3 separate regions of the Hordeum vulgare genome follow, and regions 2 and 3 are each linked to region 1. Evidence: chromatin contacts called from public Hi-C data. All regions are on one chromosome and are shown on one strand. Each heading gives the region's core, a stretch centred on a gene start, on an enhancer-like site or on the middle of the called end of the contact. The rest is flanking DNA. Distances are from core to core; before and after follow the strand shown.

Region 1 (3,723 bases), core at 521-3,020:
CCGAGCAGGTTATACCTGGCAATGTCGATGTTTTTTTACGTTGTTGTTGAAATATAGGGTGGGTATTAGGCCCATCCAACAAGTTTAGAAAAATGTATAAGGGCTGATGTGGGTAACCTCACTAGGTGGTGGGAAATTTAGTACCACCTCGCTAGTGGAGAAAGTTTTGGATCCCCTTTGTAAGGAGTCCTCTTTCACATGCTATTAGAGCTTGAGAAGAGGAGTGGTTCCCACGTGCTCCTCCTCTGTCACCCGCCTCACCACGCGTCACACACGCGCATCATGATTCGTGAATGAATTGTGCCGAGCTCAGATGCGCTTAATTTTTGTCGGTTAGAAACCAAGAGTCCTTGATAGTCGAGCCATGATTCCGAGATGTCAGATCGTGGGTTCTTGTCGACTCGAACATGGGTTCATCCCACGTCTCTTCACTCGGCTGCGTATATATGTTGGAGGCGTCGACAACCCTAGTCCACCACATCTGCTTTGCCGCCACGTGTAGTGCTCACTCTCGTTTCGCTCGCTGATGGTGTCATCGGCGATCCCACTCCGTTCACCATGTGCATGATTGTACGGGAGAGCATGCATCTGGAATTCCGCTCTTCGAGACAATGTACGGGAGAAGGGCCTTTAGGGTTTTAGGGAGTGTCTCCTACGCGACTGCTCGCCACCGTTTGTCTACATCCACTACTTTCTTTGTGTCCTCATCGCCTTCGTCAGCATCATGTCCACCAAAGGATATAACTTGTTTATTCCTTTCTTATTTATTGGTGTGTTGACCGTCGTACTAGTTGTCTACGTAGATGTTTCTGTTATAAGAATAGCACTTGTCTATTTGGTCATATTTCGGTATGTTATTAGTGTTGTCCATGTTGTTCACGATTTATTTCTGGATTAGATCAAAACATTGGTAAGAGCCCGGACTTAGCAAATATGACCCCCTAAACGTCAACCGAAGGCGTTTATTTTGACCCCCTATTTTTCGTCTGTGCGGCCACACTTCTTGTTTTTTTACCCATATATCCGGTTACTTACACGCGATCAATGGAGAAGAAGAGAGGGAAAGAAAAGAATGAATAAAGAAAGAGAAAAGTTGGTCCATGGTGTTGCGTCCTACGTGATGAACTGACCGGGCGCGTCCGCGAGCCATCATATCTTTCCTACATTTAAGATGGATATGAGGGATGCCGATCAGTCCGGACGTTTAGGAAGAAAGTGACAATCCGGTTGGGTCAACTTTTTTTGACCGTACACTATTAAAGAGCGTTTCAGGTGTTTGAGGAGGATATGGAAGGTCCGACTATAGATGCTCTAATATACACAGTAGGTCTTACATTGTTTGGATATGCTGGGATAGATTGATTCATGAGACCGTTGTCTTTGATGGTTGGATCCGGTGACGGTGATGTTTGAGTGTCATTTTTTATTGAAGGTGTTGGAGTCGAAAAATCTTATCATTTATGTGGTGTCATGAAATGGTTGTTGCGGGTACCTTTGTTATTGTAGTCTGTCGATCGTGAATCTCACTGCTTTGAGATTTCTATTTTTCTTGCCTACATATAATTTTGATCATATATGACTTTGTTATTTGTCGGTGTTTTTTAATGTATGTTGGTGTTGATTGTGTGTAACACTTTGTACACAAGGCAGGTGCATGCTTTGGATGCTCTTTTTTGAGCCGACAATATACGGAGTACATCCTTTATTATTAAAAATAAACACAGTTACTATGAGTTTTTTTTTTCAGAGAACAATTACTATAAACTTCACGAGCAAGCACCAACCGTGCGTGCGTACACGATACGCCCACCCAGCACGGCCGGCCTAGAACAAGCCTCCGCTTCGGCGGGGTATTGCCACCGTTTGAGACCGCAAGCGGCGATTACTAGTTAGTTGGTGGAGCTGTTGCCAGATCAGCCGCCACCCAGCCGTCTTTTTCCATCCAAGTTCTCAACTTCCGCTCCCAAACCCCCTCCCTCGAGTCCTTCCTCGGACCGACGGACCCTCCTCCCCTGCTCTATTCAATTCCTTTGCCACAAGTCTCCGATCGGATCTCCCGGCGCCGACCATGGAGCCCAAGCCGCCCACGCCCACGGAGGAGGAGGCGGCGGGGGCGACGACCCCTCGTTTTAAGCTGGGGAAGCAGTCGTCCCTGGCGCCCGTCCGCGGCGGCGCCGATGAAAACGGCGCTGAGCTGTCGCCAGAGGCCGCCGGCGTCGCGGGTTTCCAGCTCATGTACCTGGCGCACGAGGGCAACGCGGAGGGGATACGCGAGCTCCTAGACGCCGGCGCCGACCCCAACTTCCGCGACTCCGACGGCCGCACGGCGCTGCATATCTCCGCGTGCGAGGGCCACGCCGAGGTCGTCGAGCTGCTCCTCGACCGCGGCGCCGAGGCCGTCGTCGAGGACCAGTGGGGAAGCACGGTGAGCATGCTTCAAACTTTCGCCTTTGTGTTGCTCCGTCTGTTCTGCTTTCTTGACAACTCTCATAAATTTCCGATTGGGATTCCGATTTACTGTCTTATCTGCTGGGAGAAGCAATCAATCATTATATGCCCTCCGTTAAGAGCTAAATTTCTGTTTTAAAAATAATAATTCTCTATAGGCTTTGTTTTTTCAATTTATAGTACATATAGTACTTGCTGCCAACAACTATATACATGTATATGCTTTCACTTCAGTTAATTGTGTGTTGCACTACTATCCGGCAGCCTTTGGCAGATGCGATGCATTACCAGAATCATGATGTTATCAAGATCTTGGAGAAGCATGACTCCAACCATAAGGTACTATGCTGTATTTTTATTACGCTTGCATGTTCGGGCGTTCCAGCGTTCTTATATAATAGATATTCACTTCCTTTTTTTGAAGGTTGCTCCTATGCATGTTAACAGTGATCGTGATGTTCCTGAATACGAGATTGACCCAAACGAACTTGACTTCACTAATGGCAAAGATTTAGCTAAGGTATGTGTTAAACTAGCACTCACAAATTTTACTCTAATAACTAGTCTGGACATGAAGTGTCTCTTCCAATGCTACTGTTGTTTAAATGATCTCTTGTTTGTTTCTTGTAATTTCATTACCTTCTCAGGGTACATTTCGGAAAGCAACATGGAGGGGCATTCTAGTTGCTGTTAAGAAGCTGGATGATGATGTACTTACTGACGAGAATAAAGTGTGAGTTGATTCCACTGAATAGTTACCTTTCTTCCTGATTTATGTTGGCATTCTTTCACTTAGGTGTTACTCCACCGCCCAAGTTGGTACTTCCCTTACAGTTTGGATGGATGCATTTGCAGACAGGCATTCAGGGATGAGCTTGACGTTCTCCAACTAATACGGCATCCGAATGTCGTTCAATTTCTGGGTGCTGTAACACAAACCAACCCAATGATGATTGTCATGGAATTTATGCCGAAGGTTTGTCTTGAGCTAATGTTCTTTCCAGGTTCATACTCCTACTATTTAAGTATTTGATAGTCGCTAGTCTCATTATTTGATGCTATTTAATAAACCACCATTACAGATTCCCTAGTCAAATTGTTCTAGGTGTAGACTCACACGGCTTCCTTTTGAACTAGTATTTGGTTATGTATAGTGACACAAATCAGTTAACTGACAGCAGCACACCTTCAGTCACTATACATAAAATAGTGATACCAATAAAAAAGGCCAAATCACATTAGATCACTGAAAATATGATTTCTTCCTAGCTACAT
Region 2 (3,723 bases), core at 631-3,130, 220 kb before region 1:
GTCTTAGTTGTAGCAAAATGAGTGACGGAGAACGGAATAGGTGACCAATGCAAGTCTACTTGGAGGTAATAGTAAATGCGCGTAACGTCAGAGGGTAAACATCAAGTCTGAAAGGTAAAAATATTAGATTTTGTGCTCACTTAAAGATATCGAGCTTAGGTCTCCTGACCAAGAACTTTTACTACACCCACTAGCCAGTAACTGAACCATGGCCAGGCTCATCATCAACCCAACTAAAACAACGATTCAGCTTCAGAGTGCAATGGTTCAACGAAACAAACAACAACATTCACGCAATGTTGGCTAATTAAGAACACAACATTCACGCAATGTTGGCTAATTAAGAACACAACATTCATGTAGATAAAGACATAGCCTGCTTATAGATCAGAGAAAAACCGACTAAACTATCCATGTTAATAAGCTTGCCCCTCCATCTGCACAACAGCCAAATAAAGGAAACATACATACTCACATCAAGTCAGTTTGTTACTTAACATTATGCCTGTATGTTCCCTCGTTCAGTGTCGACTCACGTTAGATGAATTCCCAGAGCTACACTCCACAGCTTCCTCTCCAATTTCAACGACCACCATCAGTTTCTTCTTCTGCCACGTAACTACAGGCACCATTTCGTCGTAAGCCCATATGCTAGACAATGACGAACAATTGATCAAGCAGCAACAAAAAAACTCAGCTGAGGTGCTCCTCAATCCAATTGAACATCTCATCAGTTTGCAAGCTTGTCATCTCATGGTACCCATAAGCAAGATTCAGCTCCTCCTGGATGTGATCAGCCCACTGGGATACCTCCTCCCAGAACCCGCTCTTCACCACTGCATCCTTCCATGGAGTTGTCCGGCCATCCTTCCTCATGTACCCCCTCTCATCAACGAATCCTTCCTCACTGAAAACCTTCCAAATCCTTTCAGACAACCCATGATCAAGCCCTGCTATCCTATCTGACAGAAGCGTCGGCGTCAGAGGAAGCTCCAGGCTCTGAAGCTCCATCACCTCAACGCCATTGCTCCTCAGCATCTTCACATTCCTTCCCACCAGCGCGGCCCTCTTACGGTCCTTCGGCATGTGGAGGAACATCGACGGCGGATAGCCCGGCGGCGCTCCCGCCAGGTCGAACGCGCCCTCAGAGATCATCATCACGACGGCGGTGAGGCTCATCTTGGCCGCAAGCCGGGAGACGAAGTACCCACCGGACGACGCGCCGAGGGCGACCACTGGAAGGTCTCCAAGGCCGTTCTTGGCGGTCCAAGATTGGATCGCCCGCTTGGCCGCACCCACCTCCTTCCCCAGCGACCAGCAGTCCCCGGCGCTCGCCACTGCCAGCACCGCGAACCGCCTCCGTAGCGCGCGGGCCGTGATGGCGACGTCCTCCGGCAGCCCAACGCAGCCGGGGCAGTGCTGGGACGGCGGCCAGAAGTTCTCCGGGCGGCAGTGGCAGCCGTGGGCTACGAAGAGGACCCCCCTGGCCGGCGCCGCGGGGAGCTCCCAGATGGCGCGCGCGCCCTCGATGTGCCCCACCGTCGGGGACGAGGGCGCCGGCGATGCCGTACTGGATTCCTTTGAGAGGCTGCCGATTTGGGACGCCGGGGAGGTTTTGGAGTAGAGGAAGACGCCGGCGGCCGCGCATAGCAGGAGGGCCAGCGACGCGAGGGGGGTGGTCAGGCGGAGTGCTAACCGCTTTGCACCGTGAGACGGCGGCGGCGGCTTGCTCTGCCGGCGAGTAGTGCCAGCCATCTGGCTGGCCGAGGGGAGTGGTGATGGGGAGGAGTTGGGCACGAGTGACATGACACGAAGGGGATGAGATCTCGTCAATGGCTTTCGGTTGCCATTTCCGGGCACCCGCAGCTTCGAGGAGACCGGCAGAGTGATGGGCTGAATATCTGAGGGCTAGTGAACAGGCCGGACATGGGCTGCATTCGGTTGAGGCCTTGATTTTTTAGTTCGCTTCCTATAACAGATCTATTGAGTTGTGCTTTTTTAAATGTTAGAAGTATTTTCTAAATTTGCGACTTTTTTGAATGTTTAAATTTTCTCAAATTCGTGAATATTTATTAAATTATTTTTTAAAACGTGTAAAAATAAAAGTTCAGGAATTTTAAAAATAAGTAAACTTCTTAAAAAAATTGATAGTCTTTGTTCTGAGCTAGCAGTAGAGTGAGTTGAAAGAAAAGCTAAGCGAGCGAGCGAAGCATGGAGCCAAACTGGGTGAGCGAGAGCTTCATGAGCCGATCCATGTGAGCTTTATATCTGCAATTCTATGATTTCAACGCGAATTAAATTTCTATGTTAAACGACCGCCGGTTGCTACAGAGTTTGATCCAAAACCAAACACCTGATAAATCCACCCTCCTCTTAGAACAAATATCGTCCTTAACCTTGGTCCAACACAATATATGAATGAAAAAAACCCTTCGTAGTGAGAGTCGGACCAGCATAAATAAACCAAAACGAAATAACCAATTACAATAACTGCCTAGAGAAAAAAAATCATAAATGAAAAGTAAAGCAGCAACTTAGATTGACATGAGCCTTTTTTGTTTCAAGAACTAGATCACACCATTGGCCATCCTGACTGCTCGGTCGTCTTTGCAGCTTATCGATATATATTTAATTGCAGTGAAGCTCTAGAGATTGAGATACACGCGTTGTTCATTGGTATGACGCTTGCTACACAGCATACAGAGCTTTCAGTGTTTGTTCAGTCAGAATCTTCAGCTGCCTTATCTTGTATTTTCACATTATAATGAGATCGTCCGGTGTATGCTTAGTTAGTGGCTGAAATTAAAGCTCTAATGATTGATAGGGTTTTTGTTCCGTAGAAACTTCATAGGTCACAAAATAAAGTTGGAGATTGCATGGCAAGGTATAGTCATTCTAAACAAGCTACGTTTGTGTGACTCGGTAGAGGCCCCTCGGTGGCGGAGGACCCGGTACGGCAAGGCATGGCGGCCGCCCTACCTTAATTTTGTTGGTGGAGATTGCGTGCAAGGCGACGCTTCGGCACAGTGGCGTTGTCGGTGGCGAGTGACCAAAGGGCGCCCTACCTCAATTTTTGCCCGTCCTCTGCCACTGAGGCCCCTCACCAAACACATTCAAACACATTAAGCATCGCCATAATGGTGGCCAACTAGCTACGCCATGCTCCTTTCCGTGGATCGGCCCATGTAGGGTGTGTTGGTCCTTATAAATTGAAAAAAAGTTCATATAATTTCATATCTCTAAATGGGCCGGATCATGACGTAGCGCTGCTAATGCCGATTAGTAAAATTTACCTTTAATCGATGCATGTGGCGTTAAATATGGTTTCCCGTCAGCAGTGGCCAGTGCACGACCGTAATTGCTCGTTCATAACTTTATTATGACTAGTAAAAGGGCCCGTGCGTTGCAACGGGAGAAAACCCCACCATCTTCAATGGCGATGATTACATTATGTTCATATCTCATCGCATGATTTCGAAAATTTGTTCACAAATGCAAGAAAATATTTCTTCTTTTAATTTTATTCACAATTCACAAGTTGAAACAATGTTTACATTTTTTTAAAAATATCGTGGTTATCAAAAAACTTAGTAACTCAAAGAATTATTCTGAATTTCATTTTTTTTAAATATACTATAATATTCCGATCCACCCTGACAATTAATTCTTCAAAGTTCACCCAGGTACATAATCTGAAAGACTCAGAAGCATTACTGTTGAACT
Region 3 (3,723 bases), core at 515-3,014, 160 kb before region 1:
ATGTTCGAGGTCATAGTTTACATTTTTCCCTTATCTTTCTTGATATTGATTTAGTTGGTTGTATTTCTTGCTTGTAGATAATTTCAAGATGGTTTAAATGATGGCTTGCATGTAATTTTAAGGTTGTTTTAAATCAACATGATGACCCCTGTGCAATTAGTAATACTTAAAAAGATAGTTTGAGTGTTGATTGATGGTTGAAAAGTCATACATACACATTTGTTCTCTTATTCTAGACTATGTATTGCTGTGTTGGCAACATTGGAGGGATGCTACACTGAAGGAAGCATGAGTGATTGTTAGAACATATGTATAATTGTGATTAGATCATTGTATATAAGCCAAAATGAGTTCATGACAAGTGATAAACTGACTACGCTTAATCTATGAATGAATATGGGAGTGAAGTGATATTTGTTTGTACCAAAGCAGTGCTTGACATGAAAAAAAAAGCTTTGCCATAATGTAGAACAAACTGAAAACTGTATGGGATGAGATCATCGGCCCATGTTAAGTAAATATTGCATAACATTATTTGGATGTAGAGGATTCAAGCAGTAAAAAAAGATGTAGTGGATTCAAGTCATTTAGAACATTATCGCAAGCTAACATTTACTCTATAGAACATGGTTAATTTCTAGAAAACTGTTGGCAGGAAAATCTAGATGATTGGCTAGCACAAAAAACATTTGATGGAATTAGTAAATTTGCTATCTTGGCATTTGTGTTGGTGGTGAGTTGTTAGATTTGTCAATGGGGTTTTACCACGGGCATTCATTTTGATCGCTTTCATCAAATTGCTCTAAGATTTTATTGAAAATATGAGAGATGGTTGTTGTGGCCATAGTACCATTCAAATTCCTAACAACCTGAAGTTTATTCCTCAACTTGTTTTCTACATCTACACGATTGCAGCTGGAGCAAACAAAGTTTTGTTCCATTATTAATTTTCTTTACATGGGTTGATAGGGTGTGAGATTACATGGTCTTATGTTTATAGAGACATGGGCTTCCCTATTGTAGTTTTGAACTTATGTCTTGAATTGTTTTATGTGCTATGTGCTATGCTGAACTTATGTCTTAAATTGTTTTCCAGATATGATGCACCGATCATTATTAGGATGTTGACACCATTCACATATCTGATGCATTCTTTTTGAAGACTTGATATTGATTTTGTGATGTTAATATATACTTGTTGATTACCTCGAGCAAGGATACTACATCCTTTACATCATATTTTGAGTACACACACGTGCACTGTTACTAGTGGAACCAAGTAACCAACTGCCACTTACCAATCCATAGATGCATGCTGTCCTCTTGAACAGTCACCCAGTGGGACGGAAACGAGGAATCACGCAGGCCGACATCCTGAGTCCCGGCCTGACGTGAGAAACACGAGCCGATACTGTGTCCGTGCCACGACGCTACCTGCAAATCCCCCGGCCGTCTCACAGTCCTTGCATCCCAAACTGCACCAGGCCAGGCCTGCCGCCGGCGCGGTACTACGGCGCTACCCCGACGCGCGGCCGGTGACCAATCAATACGGCCCCACGGCGCGGCTCTTAACCAACCGTGACTGCTCCAACCATGCACGCACATGCAGAGGTAGCCCGATCCCGACGACTTCCGGAGCGTCTCCACTGCAGCGCTACAGCAAACCGTGTCCCTCCAGATCGAGCGCGCGCGCCCCGGCCATTACATGATCTAGCCCTAGCGGTAGCCACCATCAACCAGCTGCCCTATAAATACGGCTCGAACGTGCCGGCCTCTTCCGGTCGATCACGCATTTCCTCCGTCCACCCACCTACCTACCCAGCTCGTCCGCCGGCTGGCCACGAACCTTCCAACTTCCAAGTCAAGCAGCTAGCTACTACTAGCTAGCTAAGAAGCGCGGCGGCGAGAGAAATGGAGCGTGTCTCGCCGTGGGTGGCGCCGTGGCTGGTGGTGGTGGTTCTGGTGGCCGCCGCGACCGGGCGGAGCGCGCGCGCCGATCCGCAGGTGCCGTGCTACTTCGTGTTCGGGGACTCGCTGGTGGACAATGGGAACAACAACGACATCGCGTCGCTGGCGCGGGCCAACTACCCGCCCTACGGCATCGACTTCCCCGGCGGAGCCACCGGGCGCTTCAGCAACGGCCTCACCACCGTCGACGCCATCTGTAAGACCCGGCCCGCGCTCTTTCCTTTTTCTTTCTTTAGCCTCTGTAAAATAACACCTAGGACTGCACACATATCGACTGAACGTACACGAGGTGTTAATTTGCGGCACACGTCTTTCTGATGCATAGAGTAAGTGCCAAATTCTGTTGTGATGATGTAGACCCCTTCATTTACCGTGATGACGATGTCCATATGCTATCTTGGTAATCTAAAAAGAAAGGCAAAATCCATGAAGCACAGGGGTGGACACGATTGTCTAGTTAAGGAGCGCGCGGACGGATGCAGCTAAAAGAACCAGACCAGACAGGCAGCAACCCGTGACTGTGCCTGAGCCAGATGATCGCTGGAGATTGGAAGCAAGGCTAAAGAAGGCCACTGCGCATCTGTACTCATGTGTGCAGTCGCGTCACCATCATCCGTTAAAGACTAGTTCAATTTGTGCTCATGGAGTTCACTGAACTTTATGACACCATATATATGCAGATTTTGTCTAGCGTACCAACGAACTAGTGGCTAGATAAGTTTAGTGATGTAGATGTCCACCCTGTATAGGTCTACTTCCATTCCATGCATCATCAAACTGGATTAGCACCCGCACGTTTAATTAATTTGCTGTATGTTTCAGCTCGGCTTCTGGGCTTCGACGACTACATCCCAGCGTACGCGGGAGCAAACAACGATCAACTCCTCTCCGGCGTCAACTTTGCCTCGGCCGCGGCCGGAATCAGGGACGAGACCGGACAGCAACTGGCACGCACTCACAAACTTTTTTCTTTCGCAGAAGAAACGTGATGTATATGATCGTGTTGAAATAACGTGGCCTAGCTAATTAACGTTGCACGAACGCTGCCGAACATGGCATGCAGGGCCAGCGCATAAGCTTGGGCGGGCAGCTCCAGAACTACCAGGCGGCGGTGCAGCAGCTGGTGAGCATCCTGGGGGACGAGGACTCCGCGGCGAACCACCTGAGCCAGTGCATCTTCACGGTGGGCATGGGCAGCAACGACTACCTCAACAACTACTTCATGCCCGCCGTCTACTCCACCAGCCGGCAGTACACCCCGGAGCAGTACGCCGACGTGCTCGTCAGCCAGTACACGCAGCAGCTCAGGGCACGTACCGCATGCCCAGTTGCCAACACGATCGAGCATGCAGTGAAACGCATGCATGCATGGCTGTGTTGTTGAACTTGATGATGTGTGTATGTAATGTACGTGCGTGCCTGTATGCAGGTCCTGTACAACAACGGGGCGAGGAAGGTGGCGCTGATGGGGGTGGGGCAGGTGGGGTGCAGCCCCAACGAGCTGGCGCAGCAGAGCTCCGACGGCGTCACCTGCGTGGCGCGGATCAACGGCGCCATCGAGATCTTCAACCAGAAGCTGGTGGAGCTGGTGGACCAGTTCAACACGCTGCCGGGCGCGCACTTCACCTACATCAACGCCTACGGGATCTTCCAGGACATCCTCAGGTCGCCGGGGGCCAACGGTGAGAAATATCCAATCGATCTGCTACCCGGCCCGGCCCGGCCGTCGAGCTGCCGGCGCTGCACGTTTGTAAT

Evidence for each region. A called contact is a pair of places that touch in the nucleus more often than the background predicts.
Region 2: a contact with region 1 is called in a Hi-C map of leaf, with 6 times the contacts expected there. The contact joins the promoter of LOC123440249 here to the promoter of LOC123444400 in region 1. A contact is called at or near these places in 3 of 6 Hi-C or Micro-C datasets (leaf and seedling) and 1 of 1 datasets of contacts at active chromatin or transcription factors (embryo).
Region 3: a contact with region 1 is called in a Hi-C map of seedling, with 2.8 times the contacts expected there. The contact joins the promoter of LOC123440250 here to the promoter of LOC123444400 in region 1. A contact is called at or near these places in 1 of 6 Hi-C or Micro-C datasets (seedling) and 1 of 1 datasets of contacts at active chromatin or transcription factors (embryo).

Annotation. Positions count from the first base shown.
Region 1 is chr3H:485,173,174-485,176,896 of MorexV3_pseudomolecules_assembly, forward strand. It overlaps LOC123444400 (integrin-linked protein kinase 1-like), which reads left to right and starts at 1,771. Exons shown (of 12, transcript XM_045121100.1): 1 at 1,771-2,425; 2 at 2,713-2,787; 3 at 2,873-2,968; 4 at 3,096-3,181; 5 at 3,304-3,424. The coding sequence starts at 2,069. LOC123444401 (a long non-coding RNA gene) reads right to left here. Exons shown (of 4, transcript XR_006630989.1): 4 at 2,432-2,529.
Region 2 is chr3H:484,954,640-484,958,362 of MorexV3_pseudomolecules_assembly, forward strand. LOC123440249 reads right to left here and starts at 1,881. Exons shown (of 1, transcript XM_045116829.1): 1 at 361-1,881. The coding sequence starts at 1,806. The coding sequence ends at 694.
Region 3 is chr3H:485,008,471-485,012,193 of MorexV3_pseudomolecules_assembly, forward strand. It overlaps LOC123440250 (GDSL esterase/lipase At5g45670-like), which reads left to right and starts at 1,765. Exons shown (of 5, transcript XM_045116830.1): 1 at 1,765-2,164; 2 at 2,791-2,915; 3 at 3,032-3,277; 4 at 3,398-3,650. The coding sequence starts at 1,912.